Linked DNA regions of Triticum aestivum: regions 2 and 3 are each linked to region 1. The links are chromatin contacts, called in public Hi-C maps. All regions are on one chromosome and are shown on one strand. The core of a region is the stretch at or near the end of the contact, and the rest is flanking DNA. Distances in the headings are between cores, read along the strand shown.

Evidence for each region. A called contact is a pair of places that touch in the nucleus more often than the background predicts.
Region 2: a Hi-C map of leaf shows a contact between it and region 1, with 2.6 times the contacts expected there. The contact joins the promoter of LOC123119862 here to the promoter of LOC123119858 in region 1.
Region 3: a contact with region 1 is called in a Hi-C map of leaf, with 8 times the contacts expected there. The contact joins the promoter of LOC123119855 here to the promoter of LOC123119858 in region 1. A contact is called at or near these places in 3 of 5 Hi-C or Micro-C datasets (all in leaf).

What each region holds. Positions count from the first base shown.
Region 1 is chr5D:126,260,011-126,263,692 of IWGSC CS RefSeq v2.1, reverse strand. It overlaps LOC123119858 (auxin-binding protein 4), which reads right to left and starts at 1,746. Exons shown (of 5, transcript XM_044539801.1): 1 at 1,521-1,746; 2 at 991-1,097; 3 at 601-798; 4 at 403-470. The coding sequence starts at 1,662. LOC123119856 (a long non-coding RNA gene) reads left to right here and starts at 2,033. Exons shown (of 6, transcript XR_006459020.1): 1 at 2,033-2,672; 2 at 2,752-2,848; 3 at 3,244-3,358; 4 at 3,454-3,682.
Region 2 is chr5D:126,574,341-126,578,022 of IWGSC CS RefSeq v2.1, reverse strand. LOC123119862 (glutathione synthetase, chloroplastic) reads left to right here and starts at 1,896. Exons shown (of 13, transcript XM_044539804.1): 1 at 1,896-2,163; 2 at 2,338-2,507; 3 at 2,744-2,819; 4 at 2,952-3,082; 5 at 3,472-3,594; 6 at 3,678-3,682. The coding sequence starts at 2,053. It overlaps LOC123119861 (AP-5 complex subunit mu), which reads left to right. Exons shown (of 8, transcript XM_044539803.1): 8 at 710-1,100. The coding sequence ends at 784.
Region 3 is chr5D:125,980,027-125,983,708 of IWGSC CS RefSeq v2.1, reverse strand. LOC123119855 (serine/arginine repetitive matrix protein 1) reads left to right here and starts at 1,714. Exons shown (of 2, transcript XM_044539799.1): 1 at 1,714-3,682. The coding sequence starts at 2,572. The coding sequence ends at 3,594. LOC123119854 (callose synthase 7) reads right to left here and starts at 1,853. Exons shown (of 42, transcript XM_044539798.1): 1 at 1,732-1,853; 2 at 1,341-1,466; 3 at 681-778; 4 at 516-600; 5 at 302-418; 6 at 68-196. The coding sequence starts at 1,454.

The DNA.
Region 1 (3,682 bases), core at 497-2,996:
AGATTCGTGGAGGACCTGTCGAGCGATCTGTGACAGTGTTTCATGTTCATTTCAAATTACGGGTATTTACTTTGTAAGATTTGGAAATTAAGTCATCGATGTTTTGTTGTACTTATGAGGACGTATGAAAAGGTTCTTGGTACTTAGATTGTGTTCGAACTTCAAATGTTGGATTTTAAAGGAAGAAAATTGTCCAAAATAAAACACTATGCCATTTTCCCACCTTTGAAACTGTTTTTTTTCAGTACTGAACAAGCAGCGGTTTGGGGATAAAGTTGGTTTTGGCAACATGTGTGTATAGCACCCAACACAAGTTACTCCACAGTGATGGGTATGAGCAAATCAATTCAGTTTATGTTGTCAACTACTACAGGATAAGACATTCAAGCAAGGTATACATACATCTTCACAGGTGGGCGCGATATGATCACAAGCACCTGTAAATCTTCATGTTCATCAGAATTCCAAACCTGCAATCAAAAGGAGCATGGTGTAAGCACTAGCATGCAAATGGATTCCCATGCATAATCTTAAAATCTAGCGATGGTTTCATGACTACGAGTGTGCTAAATAATAGCGATAGCCATCCATCATCTTTACCTGGTGTGGATCATTTATAGGAACTGTGAATGTGCTATTCTGAAAGACAGGAATCTCCTGAGGCGTTCCCAGGTACGGCAGTGAGGTCGACCCCAGCAAGAGAGTGCCTCTCCCTTTGAGGACAACAAAGACCTCACACGAGTGTCTGTGGATAGGTGTCCTCTGGCCGGCACTAATTGTTTGGAGCCACACCTCCACCTAGAGGAAAGCATTTCACATAATAAACAAGAAAGAACAGCTCCATCTTAGATCGGCACATTTTCCAATACAGATGAACCAAAGAAACCATGTATATACATGAGTACATGCAAGTAAAGGTCTGCATAAATTCATAGCAACACGAAATGGGAGAAACTCAAGTACAGTCTGGTTCCTGGATTGATTGCTTACCTCCTTCATGCCGTGAGCTAGCGCACCGGCAACGGTTATATGCGAGAATCCTCCAATTCCATAGTTGCTCTGGTGCATTTTGTTTATATCTTTCACGACTGAATTGTCTGGATAAGACGGTAGATATAGTTAGCACTTGGTAGAACTGAGATCAGTAACTCAGTTTGGCTGCATACACTAGAAAGACTTGCTAGAACAGAGATTAGCTTGGGTAGGTAGATACACTAGATGACTAGAACTCGATGCATTTAGTTAGCAGTTGCTAGAACTGAACTGACTGTTATCCAGTGCTCCGGTGTACTTGCTAGACAAAGGTACCGTAAGACACTTAGATCTGGTGCTGAACTGGCTCGAACTGACTAATATCTCATTGCTATCTTAAGCTCATAGCTAACCTTCAAAATTACTCGGAACTTAGATCAGTTTGTAAATTTTAAATATGATCTTGGCTAATACGAGTAAATGTGAAGTGTCGACGAGAACGGGAGTTCCAAGAACTGCAGAAGTAAACTGAAAGGGGAAAGGGAAACCTCGGGGGCAGGAAGGCTCGGCTACTGGGAGTAAGGCGGCCGCGGCGGCGAGGAGCAGCGCGAGGAGGAGGGCGCCGCGGCGGCCGGCGCCGGCGAAGCGGGGCCCACGGACGGACGCAGCTGTTGTGTGTCCACTCGCCATCTTTCTAGCGCTTTCTTTCTCACGTGTGAATCAGACTACTATGTTAGTTGGGAGAACCCTTCTAGCGCTTTCTTTCTCACGTGTCTCTTCGGTTTTTTCGCACCTTGTCGCCGATTGTGAATCAGATTACTATGTTAGTTGGGAGAACCCTTTTTAGAGCTCAGCCAATCTCGGCCGTCGGATCGGTTTTTTGATGCGTTGTGGACCGTCGGATCTCACTCCTGGAAGACCTTGGCCGCTGCTACAATGAATAGTGACGCTCCAGCGTGCCACCGCCTGTAAAACTGGATGGCCGCCGAGGGCATTTTTGTCATTTCACACACACACACGTATAAAACGGGGTGGCTCCCATGGAAAAAAAAACCTAGCCGTCGCTCGCGCTCGCGCCGCCCACCTCCTCCCGTTCCTCCAGCCTCGCCTCCCTCTCCCTCCAAACCCTAGAACAGCGCCTGCCTCCTTGCCCCGCCGCCATCATCTCCTTCGTCGAGCCGACGACCCATGGCGCGCCCGTCTGCTCCGCCCGCGCTCGCGTCGCCCCCTCTCCTCTTCCTCGCGCCTCGCCTCTCTCTCCCTCCTAACCCTAACCCACTCCCGCCTCCCTGCCCCGCCGCCGGCCGCCGCCGCTCGCCTGGGCACCCATCCTCGACCTCAAGCTGGGCCAGGCGACGGCCATGGCGTGGATCTCTTGCCCCTCTCTTCGTGCTCTTTTCCCTCGATCTGTCGGGACCACCCTCCTCCTCCCGTCCTCTCCCATGCCCACCCTCCTCCTCCGCGTCCTCTCGTTCTCCTCTCCGGCGGTCGGCGACGAGGCGTCGGAACTGACGGAGCAGCGGGGCCGTCGAGCGAGGGCACGAGCAGGGTACAGACCCTAGCCGTGCGTGTGCATAAGGTCGAGCACGACAGCGATGATGGGCGCCGTCGCCATCGGCCGGAGTAGCACATGCTCACGCCGCTGCTCCGTAGGGTTCATCATCGTGTTGCCATCGTCCTTGTTTTTTGCGTGCACGCAGGTAATGCATCGGTTTCCTCTCTCTCACAGACCTCCATACACACATGGTTCTGATCCCCTTTTCCTGCTGCTCCATACAGGAAACCAACAGTCTTCAATGTAGTGAGAGCTGGATGTGTTGTCCGCCAGCTGAGCGGCAAGCCGTTGATGCAAGTCGTTGTACATGGTGCTGCTATTGTGAGGATCTCATGTCTCTCACTCTTCTGTGTTTATCTCTGTCAATCCCGTTCCCCTTTTTGCTAATCACTCATGCCTGTTAGGTCCACTAAGGTTTTTCTTGGTTTTGTAGTTGTGGATTACTGTTAAGAATGATTACGCTGATTAATTAGGATTTAAATGTGTTGTCCATGATCCAGATGGGTTGATTTTGAGTTATTTGTTTGGGTTAGAATTGTCAAACCATGCATATATTAACATTTAGAGAAAACTGTGCATGTTTTTATTCTGGGTTGTAGTTCAGAGAGCACTTCCATGTCGCCGTGAGTGCTGGGCGCTGCTCTGACATGCTTATTTGTCTCATTTTTCTTTGTTCTTTTTTTCTTGTCTGGTGATCTCTTTTTTCTTTATGTTAGCAGAAATTCTAGCTAGGGCATGAAACAGAAGAAAGCTTGAGACAATCATCATGTGCCTGCTCAAAGGCTTGGTTAACAAAGGTGACAATAAGATGTGTGGACAACTAATTGCCAGGTGGCTAACTTGATGGTTTTATTGCTGTTGCATATGTGTGAGATTTCTTTCCTCACTACCCATGCTGACATAAATATTCTGTTGTTCTATTTCAGATTACACGATCTGCTTTCTTATATTCTCTATGCACAAATTATTTACTTCCTTGAGCTATGATTTTAGACTGTCAATAGTTGATCAATGTGGAGGTAAGAAAGATTGTTTGATGCGTTTAGCTATATCAGTTCATGAGTATTTGCAGCTATGTACACTCAGGTGATCATTCATTGATTCACCCATTTCTTTCTCCTTACAATTAATTCTCTAAATCTTGAGTCCATTGAT
Region 2 (3,682 bases), core at 647-3,146, 310 kb before region 1:
GGGTTCCCGGCGGCTAGGGTTACCCTCGTGTCGCCAGCGGGGGTGGGGGGCGAGAACCTCAGAATTGTACAATCGTACAGTGCATGCATGGGTTTGCTTATGCAAAAATATTACCTTACTTTGTTATTGCTGAACTAACTACAAGTATTTTGATCTGATGCGAAGCACCCTCCTAGCTTCTGTTGCACACACTATTAATAAAGTCGTGTTCCCTGTTCGCAAGTCGCCTGAAATAATTCGGCACGTGGAAGTGCAGCCCTGAGCCCATGATGGGGACGACCGGTCGGCCATGGCAGTGGCTTGGTGGAGGAGGTGGTTTGGACAGGCTGCGGCGGTGAGGCACACGCATCAGCGTGTGTGGGTGGGGGTGGGGGAGGTCAGCCTGTGCAGGACTCTGGCTTCCCAGAAGAATGACTAGTTGATGCGTACTTGCCTTTTCCCTCTTCATCCCTGCTTATCACCACTTCCTCCCTGGGACATGATATTTTTGATCTGTAAACACACACCTTGAGCATAAATATAATTTATGCTAGACTAACATCACAAAAGATTTGTTCCACAAATAGCCATTTGATCTGTTTATCGAAGCAGATAAATTGCACTTCAATTGCTGTGTTATTTCTAATCGGTTATGAGACCCCTGTGCGGAAAGGCGAAATATCACCATCAATACAAGATACTCTTTGATAACATTGCTCTCCTTTGGCAGGCCTCTTCTGGAGACTACATACTATGGAATACCTTAGGAAAATGTCCTTCTGCAGCTTTGCCAAAAGAATTATAATTGCCAGTGTTCATCGCCAGGCACGGTCCTCAACGGTTTTTTGGTCCCACCAGAGCTGTGCTGGAAGTTCTCTTTTAGTTCTTATATAATTGAGGAAAATAGTGTTTCAAGTGGGAAACAGATCTGTACATCATTTTTGTCAGACAAGTTTGTATGCTGAGCTTAGATTTCATGGCTCTATGCGATCTCGAATCCTTGGTCTTCTCTTCTTAGCAATAATTTTTCTACACCCCCTGGATTCTTTCCATTGTATCCAAATTTGATGCTCGTTGTAATGTTATTTCCATGATCACCGCTCAAATGTGCGTTGAGAAGCTGGAGACGTGCCAAACATGACACCTGGATTTTTTTCTTTGTCCCGTCAAAATATTGTTACCACTGGAAAGTTTTTCTTCCATCTTACTGGTAGTATGTATAATGGGGTGCAGCATCTTTTTTTAGATTCAGTGAATCGAGACACTAATCTGTTGGTCATGTCATGCATGATGCCATTGGGATGGGGCAGCCGAATATTCGGGATTATCTTGACAAGCTAGTCTAACAAAAAAGGTACATGGTCCTAATCACGAATATTTAGTCGAGATGATCAACTTTCAACAAAAAGAAAAAACCTTTTAGGTCAATTATCCCCCTTTTCAGTTTATAATCTCTTTTAAGAAGGGTGACATGGGTATCTTTCTAAAAGCACTTTCCTGTTTCATTGTGTACCACAAATTGGAGGTGAGGAAAGTGGTATAGCTCACCACCGTTCTTTCTTTGTAAAAAAGGTAAGCTTTTCAGTTTCCAGTTTCTGTACCATACAATGCAAGATTTCCTCTATGGTTCCCAATCATATGAAGGAAGAAAACCTAATGGAACTGCATTGCGATGTAATTTTGCAAGACAAAATAGTGTGGTACTACCACTAAATAACATGGCAATCTAACTAAATTTACTTAATATTTAGCTTTTATTTTATTTTTTATAGTCTGTATAGTATTGTACTAGAATGGTTTGGATTCGCTTTGGTCCATTACCACAGAATCCATCATCAGTTTTCCAACTGGAGGACTTCTTTAAAAAAAATGTTTGAGGCTGCTGCCCAAGCAGAGAAAGTGACCGGCACACTTTACAGAGACCAAACCTGACCCTGCCGCCTTCGCCGCCCCCTCCATTTTCCTAGAAATCGCATACCCCTCCACACCGATAACCTAAGCTTCAAATTCAGAATATACCACCTCAAACTACGCAGAAATTCTTCACGCGCCCAACACTCACCACTGCCGGCGATGAGCACCACCGAGGGAAAGCCGGACGCCGATGCGGTGGAGGAGATGGCGCGGGAGGCGGCGGCGTGGTGCGCGATGCACGGGCTCGTCGTCGGGGACCGCGCGGACCCGGTAAGGTTCTCGCCTCCTCGGTTCAAACTTCCATGGAAATCAACCTCTTCTTGGATCGGCCGGCCAAGCTCAGGACCGCAACCTTTGAATGAGTGAACTTTGAAGCGACGAGCAGAGCTCGGAATATCATCGTCCATGACCAAACATTCATTGTTACTGCATGTCCTCTTGCAGAGATCAGGAACAGTTCCTGGGGTTGGGTTGGTCCACGCTCCAATCTCCTTGCTCCCGTCGCGTCTCCCGGAGTCCTTCTGGAGCCAGGCGTGCGAGCTGGCCCCGCTTTTCAACGAGCTCGTGGATCGTGTTAGCTTGGATGGGGATTTCTTGCAGGATTCCTTGTCCAAGTGAGTTCCGTTGCCATGTTAACCTCTCCACGTTTTCATTCACAGCCTCTGCCTGCAAGTTGACCAGGATAAAAGAAGCGTACCAGCTCACAAAATCATGTCAATTATTCGTGTTGATATTCCTTAAAACTTTTTTAGAGGCTGTATATCGACGAATCAGGTTGTTGATAATTTGATAAGGATTTTAGTGGAGCTCTTGGGCGGATAGCCTGATACAGTCATACTTGTACTTTCAGAACAAGGCAGGTTGATGATTTCACTTCCAGGCTCTTAGATATTCACAGGAAGATGATGGATGCAAACAAGAAGGAGGTTATTCACCTCACCTCTACTATTCAGTCAACTTCTATGCCTGAACATTAATAGATCCATCTAGTCTCTTGGTCCCTATTTTGGTTGATGTCCTTACTGTATGGTACTGACAAATGCTACCTTTTTCACTAGAATATTCGACTGGGGCTGCACCGATCAGATTATATGCTGGATTCAGAAACCAATTCTCTTCTCCAAATAGAGCTCAACACTATTTCAGTATCTTTTCCTGGGCTTTGTTCTATAGTGACTGAGCTTCACAGGTAAAGTAGAACATATCTTTGGTATTACATTGCTATGCTTGTGTGTATTTACACTGTATCTTTACTTGAGAAATCTGGTTAGGTAATTGTACACATGGTTTTTATGTCCAAAAAAATTATTTCTACACTTCTAAACGATGCTGCATTGCAATTGTGATGTTAAATAATATGTCTTCTATGTTTACTTAGAGATAAGAATTCCTTCCCGTGTTCCAAATTATTTGAAGTTCTAGCTTTGTCCTAAGCCAAACTTCTCTACATTTGACTAAGTCTTACTAATGGTTACTATGAAGTTTTGTACTTTGTACCTATCAGGATATTTCTAATCAGATTTATTATTAGGTCATCAGTATGTGTAGTAAATCAACTGATCACTAATTGCTATGCAGGACCTTGATCAATCAGTATGGAAATTTATTATGTCTAGATGCCAAAAGGGTTCCTGGAAATGAGGCAAGCCGTCAATTTGCTAAAGCATTGGCCAAAGCATGGGATGAGTTTAATGTTGACAGGTTTGGTACGCTCTAGCTGAATCATGCATATTATAGCTAACCAATTGAGTATTAACTGACACACCTTTTCATGAAATGTTCAGTGCTG
Region 3 (3,682 bases), core at 465-2,964, 280 kb after region 1:
TGGACGGGATGACATTCCATCACCTCAGATACAATATCAGAACATAATTGGGAAAGCAATCATTTACCTGAAATCCAAATGCTAGCGAAAGCCAGTCAAGTAAATCCCAGATAGATTTTCCTTCCCTGTGCATTGAAGACATGTGTGGCTTTGGAAGACCGTCTATGTTACGTATTGCATCCATAGCACTTTTTATCTACACCATTTACAGCACAAATAGGATCATAACTTGCTGCAGATTTTCATAAACAAGTAGAAAGAGTGGGAGGAGCAAACATAAGTACTAGGAATTATAACTAACCTCCGGGAGTTCCACAACTGGTTCGGCAGAACCAGGAAAATTGAGGGGGACTATGTTGTACTTGTAACTCTTGAAATGAGCACTCTTTTCCTCTACTACTTTAGCACGTTTCATCACCTACAAAACAAAGTTTGGGAGACGGTGTTGAAGAAGCTCACCAAGGGAACAGGTGAACGAAAACTTATGTAAAGCAATTTTATGTAAAATGGAGTACCTCAGAATCAACCTTGTTGTTTGTTACATCTCTTAACACTTCATAAAGAGCAGATGCCACTTGGTAATATCTAGCCAATTCCTCACTGAGTTTTCAACACAAAAAAGAAGGTGATTAAAGCAGTTCACCACAAACGAAATTGATTATGAGTGTATTATGTCTTACAAGTTCTGTTTTTCAGAAGTTCTGCTCAAATTTTCACAGTAGTACTTATAAAATCGTTGGATCTCCTTTGAATCATTTAAAGGAAATTGCGTGTCATCCTGTCAAACATAGAATAGTGTCAGGTATTCACCACTGAAGAGAAGATGACAAAGAAGGTAGGTCTCAAAAGGAGAAAAAAAGAGGTAAGTTTAGTCACAGTAAAGCAAGTTTGCAAGCATAGTCACAACACGGTCATGTCTGCTTCAGACATCAGACGTCCAGCATCACTTATTCACTTTTCTTATATCGAACTGAATGAAAGAATGCAAGGACATACTATATCTCATATGAGTCAGACTCCTGAAATGAGCTCACAGTCTACTCTCCTTTGTGAGGAGCTCACAGTCTACTCCCATTTGTGAGGCTAAGAAACAGCTAATACAAATGTATATCATAAATATGCATTAGAGAAGAAGACTAGCATGGTGTTAGGTTAAGAAGAAAACTAAAACAAGAGTTAACAGACAATGGATTCCCATTTTGGCCAGAACATGAATAAGCTACAAAAAAATGCAGTAAGTTTTTTTATTGTTGATAAAATTCTGACAAGCGTGATGCTAAGATTTCAGCCACAGTGAGGAAAGGGTAGTAGCAACATCATAAGTTCAGATACATGGTTACCTGATCTAGCTTAAGTGACATGTATGTTTTGAACTGCCGAACCCCACGTTGGATGGATGATGGATCCATTCTTTGAACTTTCTTGTAGGCATATCTGCGACCTTGGTACAACATGCATGGTAAATCCTGTTTCATATCAGAATAGCATGCACTGCTTGACGTAACAATATACGAGAAAGGAACCGAGAAGGTAAGACCTAGATGGACACTAGAACTGCCAGCCTAGCAACAAACTGGTTCATGATACAAACTAAGCATGCAATGAACCAATGTCAGTTTGAGATTTAGGTGGTTTGCGGTTGAGGACCTTGAAGTTAAGTGTTTGCTCAGCAAATAGTTGTTCACAATCTTATGTTTGTATGGGTATGAAAATTGTGCAGCTAGTGAATACCGGAAAGAAGGAGGAGGATGGAGGAAGCCAGCTGCTCCCGCGGCCCGGAGGGCGACTCGCCGCCCGCGCCCCTGCCGCCGGCTTCCCCGCTGCCGGAGCTCTTCCTCGCGGCCGCCCCGTCCTCGAACGCCCCCCCCCCCCCCCCCCCCGGCCCCCGCGCTGGCCGCGGTGCTGCGCTGGGCCGACCTCGCTGAGGCAGACGACGAGGCCGCCGGCCGGCCGATCGTGCGCCAGGAACCCGCGGCTCGTCTGGGGGTGACCAGCGTGGAGAGCGAGCAGCCACCTCGGCGTGGCAGCTCGGGCCCTCTCTCGCGGTCGCGCCGGCGCGCTGCGGCGGCTCCCCCGCCGACGCCTGGCCAAAAGGCCGCCTTGGGCTCTCGGACCGCTCGCCGCCGCCGCGCTCCGGTGTGGGGTGTCGCTGGGCGGTCCGACCAAGGGAGTGCCCGCGTCTCGTGGCGCTCCGCCGCCTCCGCTGCCATCGCCAACTTGTCCGGAGCCTCGCCGCGCCGTCCGGTCACTGCTCCGACGTACTCTCCGGTTCTCCTGCGCCGGTCTCCCATCAGGCCATTCATAGCGGCTTTCGGCTCCTCTGCCCTCCGCTTCTCGCCCCGCCTCGCACCCCGACGCCCCTGGCTCGATCCCTCCTCGTCCCTGGCGCCGGCGCCGGCCGCGGCGGCGGTGGCGGCGGGAGGGGAAACCCTCGCAGCCACCTCCCTGCCCTGCTGGCTGGGCTGCACCCAGTCGGACCGGCCGAGGCCTGGGCCCGTTGCGGGCCTGTGGGCCGCGCCTAGCACGAGCAGGCCCTCCCCGCCCGTGGCCTCGCGTGGGCCGGCCATCCCGATGGGCCGATCGATATGGCCTCCTGCCGGCTTCCCTAGGCCCCCCTCATCGCATCGGGTTCGAGTACCCGCTCCAGAGACCCTAGCCGTCGCTCCATCCTCCTTCCCCGCCGCCACCCCGCCCCGCTTGCTCTGTGCGCCGCCTCCATCTGCGGCCGCGCCATCTGAGCCCGCGCCTATGCCCCACGAGTGGGATGACGAGGAGACCCGCCCCAAGCGTCGCGCCGATGACCGCCGGGACGCCGCGCGCCCTTCCCCCGACGCAGTGCGCCGCGAAGACGACCTTTGCCGGCAGCTTTCGACACGGGACGGCCGGCGATCCCCGCCGCGCTCCGACCGCCGCTCCCCTCCGTGCCGCTCGCCGGGTCGGGCTGACCGCCGGGGCCGCTCCCGGTCCCGCTCGCCTGCTCCTACTGCGGAATGGAGGAGCCAGCGCCGCCGCTCTCCTTCTCCGCAGCGTCGCCGAGACAGTAGCCACTCCCCAGTCCGCGGGGGTCGCTCGCGCTCTCCTCCACGTCCCCAACAGCAGCAGCAGCCAGCTCCCAATGCCACCTCCCGCCGGTACCAGCCCCCACGAGGCGAACCAGCTTTCCCTCCCAACACCAATGGGGCTGGCCGAGGCCGGCAGGGGGCAAAGAAGAAGAAGAAGAGGGGACTCGGCCGCGGTAACGGCGCCGCTCCATCAGCTAGGGGTGGCGCCAGGACTGGCCGCTCCCACTCCTCGGCACCGCCGCCGCCCGCCGACGGCAGTGCGCGTCCGACGCGAGCCTCCAGGTTTTCCCGGCGTCGTGCCCCCACTCCCCCGGAGTCCCTCCCGGCATCCTCGCGGCCGTCTCCACCGTGGGCGACTCGACCCCAGCACCCCAGCTCCCTCCCACGGCGGCTGCGACCTCTGAGGTGGTGGGGGTGGCCTCGGACCGACCTCCTGCGGCCCCTCTCGACGAGCCGGTCCTGCCGGACCTGGAGGAGCCCGATTCCCTCCCAGGCGCCGACATGGCCCCGATTCCGCTCGCCTCCACCATGATCCAGATCGCTTCTCCACCGGCCCGATCACTTCTCCACCGGCCCTGCTCCTGGCCACCTCGTGCACCGCGTCCGGCGGGGCGTTGGCG